Regions from separate parts of the Sus scrofa genome. Here regions 1, 2, 4 and 5 are each linked to region 3. A link is a contact called in public HiChIP or PLAC-seq and promoter capture Hi-C data. All regions are on one chromosome and are shown on one strand. The core of a region is the stretch at or near the end of the contact, and the rest is flanking DNA. Distances in the headings are between cores, read along the strand shown. Region 1 holds the start of EHMT2 (euchromatic histone lysine methyltransferase 2). Region 2 holds the start of TUBB (tubulin beta class I). Region 3 holds the start of DDX39B (DExD-box helicase 39B). Region 4 holds the start of GTF2H4 (general transcription factor IIH subunit 4). Region 5 holds the start of IER3 (radiation-inducible immediate-early gene IEX-1).

The links. Promoter capture Hi-C pulls out the DNA fragments that hold promoters and counts their contacts. HiChIP or PLAC-seq counts read pairs in DNA pulled down with a chosen protein or histone mark.
Region 1: a contact with region 3 is called in a promoter capture Hi-C map of liver, with 4 times the contacts expected there. The contact joins the promoter of EHMT2 here to the promoter of DDX39B in region 3. A contact is called at or near these places in 1 of 5 promoter capture datasets (liver) and 1 of 2 datasets of contacts at active chromatin or transcription factors (alveolar macrophages).
Region 2: a promoter capture Hi-C map of liver shows a contact between it and region 3, with 2.5 times the contacts expected there. The contact joins the promoter of TUBB here to the promoter of DDX39B in region 3. A contact is called at or near these places in 1 of 5 promoter capture datasets (liver) and 1 of 47 Hi-C or Micro-C datasets (alveolar macrophages).
Region 4: a contact with region 3 is called in a promoter capture Hi-C map of liver, with 8 times the contacts expected there. The contact joins the promoter of GTF2H4 here to the promoter of DDX39B in region 3. A contact is called at or near these places in 2 of 5 promoter capture datasets (fetal skeletal muscle and liver), 5 of 47 Hi-C or Micro-C datasets (embryonic fibroblasts, fetal heart ventricle and liver) and 1 of 2 datasets of contacts at active chromatin or transcription factors (alveolar macrophages).
Region 5: an H3K27ac HiChIP or PLAC-seq map of alveolar macrophages shows a contact between it and region 3. The contact joins the promoter of IER3 here to the promoter of DDX39B in region 3. A contact is called at or near these places in 1 of 47 Hi-C or Micro-C datasets (alveolar macrophages) and 2 of 2 datasets of contacts at active chromatin or transcription factors (alveolar macrophages and skeletal muscle).

The regions. Positions count from the first base shown.
Region 1 is chr7:23,991,301-23,994,000 of Sscrofa11.1, reverse strand. It overlaps EHMT2 (euchromatic histone lysine methyltransferase 2), which reads left to right and starts at 1,328. Exons shown (of 29, transcript NM_001101823.1): 1 at 1,328-1,376; 2 at 2,023-2,089; 3 at 2,185-2,403; 4 at 2,499-2,700. The coding sequence starts at 1,335. It also overlaps a transcript of ZBTB12 not described here.
Region 2 is chr7:23,246,427-23,249,126 of Sscrofa11.1, reverse strand. It overlaps TUBB (tubulin beta class I), which reads right to left and starts at 1,300. Exons shown (of 4, transcript NM_001044612.1): 1 at 1,044-1,300. The coding sequence starts at 1,100. It also overlaps a transcript of MDC1 not described here.
Region 3 is chr7:23,666,335-23,669,034 of Sscrofa11.1, reverse strand. DDX39B (DExD-box helicase 39B) reads left to right here and starts at 1,418. Exons shown (of 10, transcript NM_001005157.1): 1 at 1,418-1,628; 2 at 2,407-2,534. The coding sequence starts at 1,418.
Region 4 is chr7:23,397,924-23,400,707 of Sscrofa11.1, reverse strand. It overlaps GTF2H4 (general transcription factor IIH subunit 4), which reads right to left and starts at 1,403. Exons shown (of 13, transcript NM_001123120.1): 1 at 1,264-1,403; 2 at 897-1,001; 3 at 427-558; 4 at 55-151. The coding sequence starts at 1,403.
Region 5 is chr7:23,265,501-23,268,200 of Sscrofa11.1, reverse strand. It overlaps IER3 (radiation-inducible immediate-early gene IEX-1), which reads left to right and starts at 1,296. Exons shown (of 2, transcript XM_001927551.4): 1 at 1,296-1,611; 2 at 1,708-2,641. The coding sequence starts at 1,333. The coding sequence ends at 1,899.

The sequences.
Region 1 (2,700 bases), core at 79-2,578, 330 kb before region 3:
TTTTTCTTATACTCTGTCTGGCAACTGTGTGTAAATGACTCTCCGACCCTAGACCGCCTCACACTCTGATGCCATTTGCTAAGTACCTGGAGGTCACAACTCATCCAGGTCTCATGCCTGAAGCTACCTTGACAAGGGAAGGGGGAGTGTAACAAGTGGGATTCTCCAGCCAGGGACCCACACCCCCAGTTCTGCATCCTCAACACCTGCTGGATACCTCATGTCACAAAGGTTCCATGATTGTTTGGCAGAGGTGTCAACACTTGACCTGCCCCTCTAGTTGAGTCTGGTACCAGGGCTAGGGAGGGGCGCTAGGTGTGATCGCTGTGCCCAGCCAAAATTGTAAGCAGGAGCCTAAGTTTGGGCATCTTGGGTCTGGGAAAAAGTTTCGTGTCGCCTGGAAGGCAAAAAAAAAATCACTGGATTAGGGTGTGGAGAAGACTACAATTCCCAGAAAGCTCTGGAATAGTTCTTAACCAAAGAGGACTACAGCTCCCAGAAGGCCTTGTATTGGCCTCAGGTGCCCTATGTCCCAACCACCTACCTGAGTCAAATACTGCATGTGAAATACAGATATTTTCCAAAATTTGACCATAATGTAGTATCTAAAGAGATGGTACCCCAAATAGACCCATCAAAGTTGTATGTCTTAGTACTGTTGACTGGGCTATGACCCACGCAATACCTGCCTGGATATGCTTGTTAAACAGACGGCAATGACTCCCGCAACTCTGGAGGCTTACCTGAATCCCTAGTGCATGTGGTGGCCTAACATGTCTGGCATAAACAGAGGAGACATTTAGCCCCAGGTTTTCAAGAGGGGGTCGCTGCTCCAGGGGACATTAAAGCAGTATGCTAGAACCAGCCAAGAGGAGACCTTCAGGTGTCCTTCGCGTGTCCCCATCGCCCCCTTCTTGCTTGTTAGAGAAGCGAGGCCAAAATTGAGGCCGAGCCTTCTATCTAGTGACCTAGAAACTAGAAAGCAACCAGAAGCGGGAAAAGCACACGCGGGTGGGATTGGAAATACAGCCACTGCCAGGAGCCGGGAGACTCAGATGCTCTGTTACCTAAAACCAGGTCGGGGATGGAGAAGCCACACCTGGACCTAGGCGTGCCTCGCCTTCGGTTCCCCGCTGAGCCGAGGCCAGGAATGGCAGGAATTTTCCCCGGCAGCCCCCAGCTTAGGTCAGCCACTGCCATTTCAGAGGCCGCTCTCCGGGGAGAATGGCCAGAAAGCGCGTAGTGGCTCCTTTAAGGCTCCTCCTAGCCCTCCCTCCCCCGCCCACGTGACCCGGGGCGGCCGCGCGCCGGCTCGGCCCCCCGCGCAAGCGGCGATGGCGGCGGCGGCGGGAGCTGCAGCGGCGGCGGCCGCCGAGGTGCGGAAGGGGAGGGGGAGAGGCGGGTGCATGCCCGCGCGCGCGCCCGGGGGAAGCGCGCGCCCGTGCAATGCTCCGGGGGTGCAACGGGGCCGGGGGGCCCGGGCGGGACTTGCAGCAATCCGGAGGGCCAGCACCGGGGGCGGATGAGGGGACCAGGGGGTGGGAGGTGGGGGGAGTGGGCACGGAGGCGCGCATGCAGCCGCCGGCTGCCCCCGAGTGGGCGGCGGGCGCCGGGGCCCCGGGAACACGCGCGAGGGGCACGAGGGGCCGTCCACCGGGCTGGGGGGCAGCGGGCGCAGGAGGGGTTGGTGCCCGGGGTCCCCGCGGCCTGGGGGACAAAGGGGGAGCGGCGCGTGCAGCCGGGAGGAGGGGGCGGGGCCGGGGCGCGGAGGCCCCGCCCCCTCCCCCTCCTCTCTTCTCGGCCCCTGAGATGCGGGGTCTACCCAGAGGGAGGGGGCTGCTGAGGGCCCGGGGGAGGGGTCGTGCGGCCCCTCCGGGCAGCCGAAGCCGCGGAAGGGGGGGCCCCCATAGAGGAAGAGGTAGGCCCCGGAGCCTACTCTCTCTTCCCAGGGCTCAAGCGTCCTGGGCGCCCCAACTTCCTACCGGACTGACCAGTCCTCCTATCCCTTGTGTCCCCTCCCAGGGGGAGGCCCCCGCTGAGATGGGGGCGCTGGTGCTGGAGAAGGAGCCCAGAGGAGCTACCGAGAGAGGTGAGTACGGCAGAAACGGGCCCAGTTAAGACTTTCACCTCCCCCAACACGGGATCTCCTGAGCCCTTGGCCCGAACTTTTTTTTTCCTTTACAGTTCATGGCTCTTTGGGGGACACCCCTCGTAGTGAGGAGGCCCTCCCCAAGGCCAACCCTGACTCCCTGGAACCTGCTGGCCCCTCATCCCCAGCCTCTGTCACAGTCACCGTCGGCGATGAGGGAGCTGACACTCCTATAGGGGCCACACCTCTCATTGGGGATGAACCCGAGAATCTCGAGGGAGATGGGGACCTCCATGGGGGACGCATCCTGCTGGGTGAGAGGCCAGGGAGTCTAGGGGGGTGAGGTGAGGTATTCTCAGGTTCTGCCTTCCCTCTTATCTTGCTTCCTGCCTGCCTGTCTGTCTTCCAGGCCATGCCACAAAGTCATTCCCGTCTTCCCCTAGCAAGGGGGGTGCCTGTCCCAGCCGAGCCAAAATGTCAATGACTGGGGCTGGAAAATCACCCCCATCAGTCCAGAGTTTGGCTATGAGGCTGCTGAGTATGCCGGGGGCCCAGGGGGCAGCAGCAGCAGCAATACCTGAACCCCCTCCAGCCACAGCCAGCCCAGAGGG
Region 2 (2,700 bases), core at 51-2,550, 420 kb after region 3:
CTGCACGTGACGGCAGCGCACGCGCAGGTTAAGCCGCCGACAAAGGGAGGCGCAGCGCTTGGGCGGGGGCGAACCGCAAATCCTGAGCGCTAGGGGCGGGGCTTGGGCGGGACTAGTGCGCCCCCCGCCGGCCAGCCAGGCTGTATTGTCCCCGCGCGCTAGGGGCGCCCGGGTCCCGCCCTTCTGCTACAACGTTGCAGCCGCACTTCCTCCCCGCCCCTCCCCCGCTACACTGTAACCGCGCGCAAAGAGGAAAAAACCCCTCCCCCTCTTGGCCTCGGAATTTTATTTCTACCCTTTTTTTCTCCTTTGCTTTGAGGATTTTCTTTTGTCCTACTCTTTAGTTCTAAGGGACCCTTTAAAGAAAGGACACCGTCTTTCCCATTTTTCTGTTCACGCCCTAAAAGGGTCTCCGTTAGGGTAAATGAAAGGAACTAAAGTTAATCCAGCACGTATTAGCCTTCCAGCACGAAAAATTGAGCGATCACCCCTTGGGGATTGCAGGCGCGCGGAGACCCCTGAGCTTTTGCAAAGGATATCGAGTACTGCAGCCCACTCTGGTGCATCGCGTTCCCCCACCTCTGGATCCGACCTATCTGCGGCTGCCCGCCAGCCTCGCCCCTTCCCCCTTCAGCTTAGCCCTACAAAGCCCCGCCAAGGGGAATGCACATGGGGAAAACCTCGCCTCGCTTTGTCTCCGGCCGTTTCCGCATCTCCCTCGAGCTCCCCAAGTCCTCGGACCGTTAGGAGATCCCCTTTTAAGTAAAATTTTACAGAAGCTCGGTTTTCCCGCCTCCTAAACCTACAGGGTGCTTTTAACAGCTTCCCCAAAATGAACCCGCCGAGTAAAGAATTCCCCATTTTTCAAAAGCAGACCCTAACTACAAACGCGTATTTTATACATATAAAACTTTTGGGGGGCAAGGCTTGACTACGGATGGAGAATGCAAATGTTCCACAACCATTCTTTTTAATTTACCTGGGTTTTTTTTTCTTTCTCACTAAGAAATATAGTTTAAAGAGGTTAAACAAAAAAATCTTACCTTGGCACCGATCTGGTTGCCACACTGACCGGCCTGGATATGCACGATTTCCCTCATTGTTAAAATTTATTCTAATCTTTTTGCTCGCCTCAAGGTGTGTACGGGGCAAGAAAATGATAAGTAATTTTGTTTTTCTCTGCTCCCGGTCGCAGGCTGGAAGGATGGGACGGGCCCCGGAGGCTGGAGCAGCGAGGTCCGAACACGGCGGCAGGAAGGTTCTGAGAGGGAGAAAGGAGAGGGGAGGGCGCGGGAGGAAAGGCGGGCAGGGCGGGGCGCGCGTGCGCGGGGGCCGGGAGGCGGGAGAACTCGCCCCGCGCCACCGTGAGGAGACAAAGCCTCTTAGAGTCTGGTCCTGATTAGTTCGTGCCTGTCATGTATCAGACGTCCATTGGTCCCTGCTCAGGTGGACGAGCGCAGTCCTCCCTGGGAGTTGTAGTCCTCTATTGTTGTCCACGCTGCAATATGAAAGGACGAATGGGTGGGTACTGGGTTTGGGGGTTTGGTTTGGTTTGGTTTTTGTGAAAAGTAACCTTGCGCAAGGGTTTTTTCCCGCTATGCCTGACTTTTTTGGAACAAAAAGAGAGTAGTTTTCGGGGATACAGGAATTGGGAACCCTGGGGTGCCAGACATTGGGAGGTGGAGGGGCACGCCCTGAAAGCTCCACGCTGCAGTAGCTCTTGGGAACACTGGACTGCTTAGCTCAGCGAAAACTGGGGAGAAATGCGGCACCCTGCACTACTATCTAACAGCTGGTCCTTCGGTGACCTAAAGCATGAACTCCACTAAGCCGCTCCTTCTCCAGATACTTCAGGAAGAAGGAAGGGATTGTCCTCTTGCTATTTCCTTGGGAGTTTTTTAATGATGATATTGAAAGAGAAACAAAATTGTATCAAGGGCCTTGCGGGATAGAGGAGTAATTGTGTAGAGGATGTGTTCAAGAATAAGTTGGTTTAGAGAAACGGATATGCCAGAACTCTCCGTCCATGGTGGGGGGTGAGAGAGATCTGGGCCTTCGAGCAGCGTTTAACCCTTTGCCTTCTTGTGAAGCCGAAAACTGTGGGGTGAGATCCTTGATAGAATTTCATTGTCTTCCAGCCTACCTCCCTAGACACTTCGAAGTCGCTGTTTTTTTCACTTCATTGATTTCACTGACTGGGAGGCTGACCATTTGAAACCTTCCAGGATCTTCAGAATTGAAATAAAAGGAGCGGGGGGGCGGGGGTCATGGGGAAAAAAACTGGATGTGCTCAAGTCTGAGTGGTATTCTTCTCAGTGGTATTCTTCAATTCTTCACTTGATAGATACTAAGTGTCCACCAAATCAGGAACTAGGGATACAAAAATGATTAAAAATTAGCTCCTTGTCTTCCAGGATCTTGCAATTTGGTGAAAAGTGTATGAACAATAGAGTGCAGTAAGCACTGTAATAAAGGACTTGTGATATCAAGATCATCACTGTTAATTCACATTGGATTCAACACAAATTTCTCAGGCATCTTCTAAATAAAAGAACATCAAGTTGTGTAAGACCCCCTCCACTCACTTAAAATAGAATGTTTATGTTTTAGGGCAGCGAGAAAGTTAAGAATTTACAATTGGAAAACTTGTTTCAATTTGTCTCCACCTTTTAAATATTAGCTGTGGGAACCTAAACAAGT
Region 3 (2,700 bases), core at 169-2,668:
CGTCGCTGTTGCCGCCGCCATACGCCTTCGCCTTGTTCAGGTAAGGTTTGGCTTTCAGCACAATCCGACTCCATCTGCGTTTCTCTGCGGCCATCCCGTCGCAGGGCTCCTGATAACCCTTGTACAAGCTACGGTCTGGTCGCCGGGGTCTGATTGAGTTGTTACTTCCACCGCATACATTCCTTTCAAGAGCAAGAAGGTTGGGGGGGCGGAGGCAGGGAAGCGGCGCGCGGGGGAGGGGGGGAAGTCCAAGATGGTGGCCCTGGCGCCATTGTGTTTCCTTTACTCTTCGCTCCTCCAGTGGGCGCCTGCTTAATCGGAGGCCCCAGCGGCGATGAGAGGTGACGCTAGGCGTCCTCTGGCCTTGGGCATTTGCGGAGGGCGGGGCTCTTTTCATCCTCCCGCTTATTTTTGCGTTGTCGGCTCGCGGTAGTGGGAATCGGCGGCTTCTGGGCCTAGTTGAACTTTTCTCATTTCGGCCTTCCCACTATTATTTAGAGCGTTTTAATTGTTTAGGAATGGTGTCAATGTGTTTTTCGGAAAGGGGGTGAGGCCTGAAGAGTAACGCAATGGTGACGAAGGTTTTACTTATTAACTGGAAAGAGGATTCATCTTAGTTATTGGCCTGCTTTTCATTCATTGTTTGTTGGGGAGATGAATTTTTCCCGGTCTGGCATTTCTCTAGACCCCTCCCCCCGCCATAAGTTACCCAAGGCCTTTAAACGCCAGAAGGCGGTTACTGAGGAGTGGGAGGCTGGAGTGCTGGGGAGAGGTGGGTGGCAGCCACATGATGTTTTCATTTTGAAAAGTGAGAGCTTTGCGCAGTGACGACTTTTATCTATCACCCTTGACTGATGGCTGCTGTATTAGAAGTTGAGATTGTACACTTCGTAGGGAAAGCACAAGATCTTGAGGGCCTGTCATTTTGTCGTTTTCATTCTCCGTTCTTAAGTCATTATCTATGTTCTGCTTTTCATGGTTTTTTTTTTTTTTTCTTTCTTTCTTTCTTTGCTGCTGTCACAGACCTGGGATTTGTAAGCTGATCTTGCCCTTCCAACTTCCGGGTTTCTGCTTCTTTGAGCTGAGGTTTTGGGGAACCTGTGTCCTAATCACCTCCTCTGGGACCACTTTTTTCATTCCCTGTATTACGTTTGCTTTTCCCTTTTAATTCTTGTGGGTTTTTTTGTTACTTTCAATGTTTCATAGTTTAGGGAAAGTGGAAAGTGTGGGGATGGAAGAGGTGGCTAAGGCTCTGCTCATGACTGATGAGTCTTCTCTCTGGTTTTTTTCCCTAGCTCTTCTGTCAGAAACTAGTATTTCTTTTCCTCTCCTGTTCCTCGAGCCTCCACTCTCCCCTGTCTTATTCTGTGTGAACCCAGCCGGAGACGCCTCCCCTTCTCCCCCTGCCGGCCCAGTTATGGCAGAGAACGATGTGGACAATGAGCTCTTGGATTATGAAGACGATGAGGTGGAGACAGCAGCTGGGGGAGATGGGGCTGAGGCCCCTGCCAAGAAGGATGTCAAGGGCTCCTATGTCTCCATCCACAGCTCTGGCTTTCGTGACTTCCTGCTCAAGCCAGAGTTGCTCCGGGCCATTGTTGACTGTGGCTTTGAGCATCCATCAGAAGGTAAATTTTCCTCAGACTTTTAAAGGATGTGAGAAACATGGTTATGGTCTTTTAGTGATACGGAATTATATAAGATAGATTAGGGAAGAAGTACCAAAAACTGTTTTAGCAGTAGAAAGAGTTATATATAGGTTGGTTTTTCATTCATGGTGACAAGTAAGTGCTAGTGATGTAAAAGTAATTTAGATAGAGATCTGTTTTTCATCTTGTGACTGGCTTTTCTCCTTGTCTGCTTGTTTTTAATTTTGTTTCTTTGACTTTTAATTTAAAATTTCCAGAGAGGAGCTGGTTGGACTCTTGAGCCAAGCCAGCTCTGGTCTCTGGAAACCGTTATGGCTGGTCTAAAGGTGGCTGGCTTTGGGTCAGGTACCAAGTCCTTCATTTTGTCCAAGGTTGCAGGGTTATGTGACCCAAAGCATGACAGCCTAAGTAGGAGAAATGGCCTGTGGCAGGCACTCAAAAGTCATGGATTGTTACAGATTAAGAAACATTCGGACAGAGTCAGGAGCACCTAAGGCAAGCAATTGGTAGGTGCAAGAGGGTTGTTAGCAGGACTGTGGGGGTCTGGAACTGGAGGAGGCCAATGTTAGAAGGAACTGGGAAGGTCTGATTTGGGGATTACTTTGATTACTCGAGGGAGCAGAGGTAGAAAGGGTCTGGAAATCGACAAGAACCATTTAAGAATTGAGTAGAGAGAAACGGGTTTGGCATGGTGAAAAAGCTGGCCAAGTTAGCTGGAGACTGAAGTCTAATTATCCTTTTTCCCCCCTCCTTATAGTTCAGCATGAATGCATCCCTCAGGCCATCCTGGGAATGGATGTCCTATGCCAGGCCAAGTCAGGCATGGGGAAGACAGCGGTGTTTGTGCTGGCTACACTGCAACAGCTGGAGCCAGTTACTGGGCAGGTATGCTTGGGGAAAGTGCTGGAGGAGGCATTTTGGTTTGCAGTGTTCGGGAAGGGTGTTTGTGTCAGCTCCATGATGCATTCAGAGCCACCAGTGCTTGTTGCTAAGGTGACCTCTCATTCTTGACTGACAGCCGTGGGGAATGTTCTGTAGTAATCATGGGGTT
Region 4 (2,784 bases), core at 154-2,653, 270 kb after region 3:
AAGGGCCCTGGGATGGGAGCACAAGCAGACACACACAGAGTCCCAAGTCCTTACCTCCCATCGCTCCTCAGCATACTTGTCAAGCGAGGGCACATCCCGGGCATGCTTGTCTGGTCCCAGCTGACTTGTGTCATCAGACCAGGCCTTGCCCCTATGCCAGTACGGCCGAGAGTAAGGAACCCTGCCTGTGTTCCCTGCCCACCACCCCCCTTCCCTCTTTCTACCCTCATCTCCAGGGGCCACGAGTGGGAGACATATCCTATACCACGTAGCAAAGTCTGGTCCAACTTATTCCTAAAGGAGCTCCCAAAGGTGGAGCCCACAAGGTTCCAGAGAGGTCCCCCAGGGCCTCTTAATAAGTAGTTTAATGAGCAGTTTAATCACTAGTTCCCCTGCCTGGCCTAGGAAAAGATGGAAGTGACATACCCACCCAGAAGGGCAATGCGGAGGTTTTGGCGGAAGATGGGGTTGAGGATGAGGCCCTGGAGGCCACCAGGGAGCAGCTGGGTGTGCCAGATACGGAGGCCGCTCAGCAGCCCCGTGCTTTCCTCCTGGGCTCTGGAACAGAAGAGGAGAGGTGAGGGGAGTGTCCAGAGAACAAAAGGAAGGAAGCCCATAAAGACCACCATTTCTGCCTTTTCTGAACTGGTGGTCCTTGGAACACTGTTTCACAGAGTGAAATTGGTATCTTCTTAAGGCAAATTTCTTTACTGCAGCACCTACCAGAACCTTGTTATAGACATCACAACTCTCCAAGAGGCAAAATGGAGTATGCGTAGTTTCCCAAACTTGTTTAATTACAAGTTTAGTGGTGTTCCCTTGAATATACTCCAGCAGTTTGGGAAACCTGGCTGTTGAGAAATTTGTATCTGGCTGAAAGTGCAGCAGAGACTCACTTGCTGAATTCCTTCTTCACCCACAAGGCTACGGCAGCTTGTGGCAGAGGCTGCTCCAGAAAGAGCATCCGCATCACCCAGTTCTTAGCTAAAGATGGGAGCTCCCTATAAGGGGGCAGAGGGAAAACGTTAATATCAGAAACTGCCTCAGATCTGCATCCCTGCCCTCAAATGCCTCTCAAACATCTCATCTCACCCCTGGCCCTTTTACCAGTCTTCCTGCCCCCACATCTCCATCTGTTTGGGCCTGACACATTTTAGTCTCCAAGCCCCCCAGAGCTAAGCTTCTACCCATGATAACTTATTGCAGTCTGCAGGCCTCATTACATTTCCCTACTATGGTCCCTGCCATGAACGGGGTCCTCACCTGAAGACAGCCAAACAGGTGGCAGGGTGCCCATACAATCGGTCCAATACAACAGGGCTCAGGCCCCCTAAGAATTCCTGCAGATTCCTGCATTGTAGGTGTACTCGATTCAGTCCACCCCTTGAAGGGGTGCTCTCCATCACCTGAGAGATGCAAGTGTTAGTGGACCTCCGAAATCCATGCCAGTGTCACCCCCTCACCGTTCTCATTCCAATTCCAGATCCACTGGCCCCTGCAAAAATTCATCTTTTCTACAGTTTCCTTTTTCACGTCACTCATCTCCTCTTGTTTCTCCCAAACCTGACCACCCTCCTCTTCTTTCCTCCCTCCTCACTGCACTCCTGATCTCAACTCAAGTCTTCTCCAATTTCTAAGTGAAAGAATTGTCAGCTGTTCCATATTTGCAAAAATATTTTGTATTTCAGTGACTTATCTACACCCTAGGCAAAGAAAGTTTTCTGAGCCCAGTTCTCTCTCCCCTCGACCTCTCCTGGTCTGATCAGCCTATAAACTTCAATCTGCCCATTCTCTCCATCTATTTCTTGACCCCACTCCTCGTGCTGGGAACGGCAATAATTACCTTTCCCCTCCAAGTCTCATAAATCTAATTCCACCTCTTTCCTCTTCCCGTCCCTAAGACTACTTCACTCCATTCACCCTGACTCACACCGTATGATCTCCTCCTAACTCGTCCCCTACTTTCTTCCCAATGCTCGTCTCTCATCAACTCTCTCCTTCTTATACCTCCCGCCACCCCTTCTCTCCCAGCCCCCTTACCACTCAGTGTCGACCCCCTCCTCGTGCACTCCGAGTCTTAAGCCGTCGCTTAATCGGAGCCAGTGTCTCGCATTAGCTCTCAGGAATAGGGGAAAGAATGGCGGAAAGTGAGCGAAAAATATGGGGAGGGGGACGAAGGATTTCACCCACGCAAGTCCAGAGTGGAGGATTCAGAAGAGGAGTGGAGAGGTAGGGAGGAGAAGAACCGGCGCTGCACTCGCTCGCCACAGGGCATGCTGGGAATTGGAGTCTTGTCCTTCCCAGCCCGGGAGCCAGCTGAAGCGCGTCCGACTACAACTCCCAAAAGGCACTGCGGGGAGCCAAGCGGAGAGAGGCTGGCTTTTACGTAAGAGAGCCGGAGGCTCCGGAGGTCTGGCTGTTCGTTCCGCATCGCTCTCCACCCACTCGGCTAACGGCGAGTCTAACCAACCCGAGATCATGTGGGGACCCTGAGAATAGAAGTTCCCCGAGGTCTTCCTATCCGAGGTGCGGAAACCACTGGGTGGTGAGGAGCTCAGGTTCAGAGATGCAGAAACCTGGGTTCCTTGAGCTCAGTTGCTCCTCGTAAAACTGGAATAATGCACTTTCCAGAGCATTTTCTCGAATTAGGAGTTAACTCCATCCGGTGTGCCTTCCTTGGCAAGTAAATACTCAGTAAATCTTAATTGTCACGTCCTCCATGCTTCCATCCACCTCCCCGCCCCCCCCCGCCCCCTGTTAGAAGATCCTAATAAATGCAGTTTA
Region 5 (2,700 bases), core at 47-2,546, 400 kb after region 3:
GACTCTGTGGTATCCCCCCCACTGTTCAAGGTCCTTTCAAATGCCATTATTCCCTGAAGCCTCGCCTGATTGATTAGACAGACATGAACAGTAGTTCTCCTGGCATCTGGCATGCCCGGCTCCCCAGCACACATGAGGAAACTCCCCTTGGTACTCAACAGTACCATTTAACAGGAAGCCTGGCTCCATGAATGCTCAAAAGATGTTATATTCTGTGTCCGTGAACAGCTATTTCTAAGGCAGTTAAAGAAAATGTGTCAGTTCTCGAGTTATTGTCATTACCACATTTGCAAAATGTCTCGCAGTTTAAATGTTCCTCACATAAACTTAAATCCGGGTGGCTACTAACTTCTTGCCTTTGTATTTTGTGTCCTCTGCTCCAGCCATGTATGAACATTTGTGCACATTGCTGGGTTGCCCCTGTGTGGTGTCTGCACCTTTGTTCTGTGTATGCGTGTGTGTGTTGTGTGTATATTGAAGGGTAGCAGAATATGTCACCCCAAAATGTGCCTCTTTGGAGCATGCGGATTATTTTGAGCAGAAGGCAATCAAGATCAACAGACTCTGGAAAAGCTTTTTACCTCTCCCTTAACTGCCTAAATAACTTAAGTAGGGGGCCTGACCCAGGGAGAGATAGCTTTCATCTGCAAGATTTACCTGCTTGGCAGGGCAAACATCTAATTAGCAAACATCCTCCTGTGAATTACCTACCTCCCCTTCAAGCCCCAGGTCCCTATCTCATTCCTTAGCTCTGGATGGTTTATAAACCTCAACTGAATGACTGCCTTTGAATCTCAAGTCTTCATGGGCTCCTGTAAGCATGCAATTAAATTTGTTTTCTCTTGTTAATCTATCCTATGTCAATTTAATTATTAGACCAGCCAAAGGAGAAATTTTTCTGCCTCTGCAGTGTGGTGTGTGTGTGCCAGTGTATTGGTTTCCCTTAGGCTTTTTGGCTATTTCTGTAGTGACTTGCCTCTTAATCCCCACAGACGTGTGAATGTGCATGTGTAACTGTGGTTCTTTTGTTGGGTCAATATTGTAGCAGAATGGCCAGACTTCCTTATTTAAGCCTTCCTGCCTCCCCAGAGATGGGGCTTGTGGCTGAACCATCTCAAACAGTCTGTGGGCACCTCTCCAGCTGCTACATGTCCCCACATGTGTCCACAGCCCGGGATTTCACCCGCCTCCACTCACAACTCACAACACACACTTGAGGCCTTCCTTGACCCTGGCCAACTCTCCACCCCCTCCCTTTGCTTAACCGTCGGAATTTCCAGCCGCCCGGCCAACCGCTCTCAGCCGCGGGTGGAGTTGAGTAAGGGCCCGCCCATGCTCGAGTACATAACTGGCGCGGCGGGGCTGTGGGGCCAGTCGTCCTTCTGTTCAGCTCGGCGCACAATGTGTCACTCTCGCAGCTCTCTCCCTACCATGACCATCCTGCGGGCCCCGACCCCGGCCCCCTCCACCAGCCCGGTGCCCCGGCGAGGCTCTGGTCCCGAGATATTCACCTTCGATCCTCTCCCGGAGCCCGCGGTGGCCCCCGCCGCGCGCCCCAGCGCCTCCCGCGGGCTCCGAAAGCGCAGCCGTCGGGTCCTCTACCCACGAGTGGTGAGTGTCGGCGAAGCGGACAGCCCGGGGGAAGAGCAGGGTAAACCACTGGATGCCGGGGCCCTGACCTAACCCCCTTTTGTCATCTCCCCTCAGGTCCGGCGCCAGCTGCCAGTCGAGGATCCGAACCCTGCCAAAAAGCTACTCTTTCTCCTGCTTACCATCGTCTTCTGTCAGATCCTGATGGCTGAAGAGGGTGTGTCGGCACCCCTGGCCCCTGAAGACACCCCCAGCGCCCCATCCCCCGCGCCCACCGCTGCGCCCCCAGTTCTTGAGCCCTTAATCTGACCTCGGAGCCCTCGGACTACGCTTTGGACCTCAGCACTTTTCTCCAGCAACACCCAGCCGCTTTCTAACCCTGACTGCCCACACCCCCAAAAGAATCTGAAAACACAAGGAAACACCGGGTGTACCTGGTGCGCAAGAGCGTATCCCAAACTGGGACTCCTGAGGCAACTCACACTCAGAACACTACAGCGGAGACGCCCGCCCTGGGAGCCTGGGAGAGACAGGCACCGACACGCTGGGGCTGGGCCGGATGGGGAGGAAGACTGTTGTTAATTTATTTCTCATTGCTCCTAATAATATTTATATGTATTTATGTATGTCCCCCTAGGTGATGGAGGGGGGCACCTAATATTTATTTTAACTTATGCTGCGGAGCGAGATGTGCTCCCTGCTGCAAGTGCAGATCTCTGGGTATTTATTGAGTTCTGTGGGATTGGTGGAGGCAAGCACCAGAACTGAGGGAGGGTGGGAGAGGGATGGAGAAAACTCGGGTCCGGGCTGGGAATCGAAGACGGTGGTGGGTCCTAGGTTTAGCGGGTGACACTTTAGGTCCTCCAGCATCTGAACTCTCGGCTCTACTATGTGAGGCTTCGGGGGACCGTGGAAATATTGTCCTTGGCCTTCGATCTCCTTGAAGTTGCCCCCAAGGGGTGGCTGCGGGGGTGAGTGGGCTGTCAGAGGGCGGCTGTGGGGTCGCCCAGTATGTTCTGTGAACACAAATAAACTTGATTTACTGTCAACAGTCATGTGAGTGTCTCTGCAAGCGGTGATGCCCACTCCTCATAGACTTCAGGCTCCAGG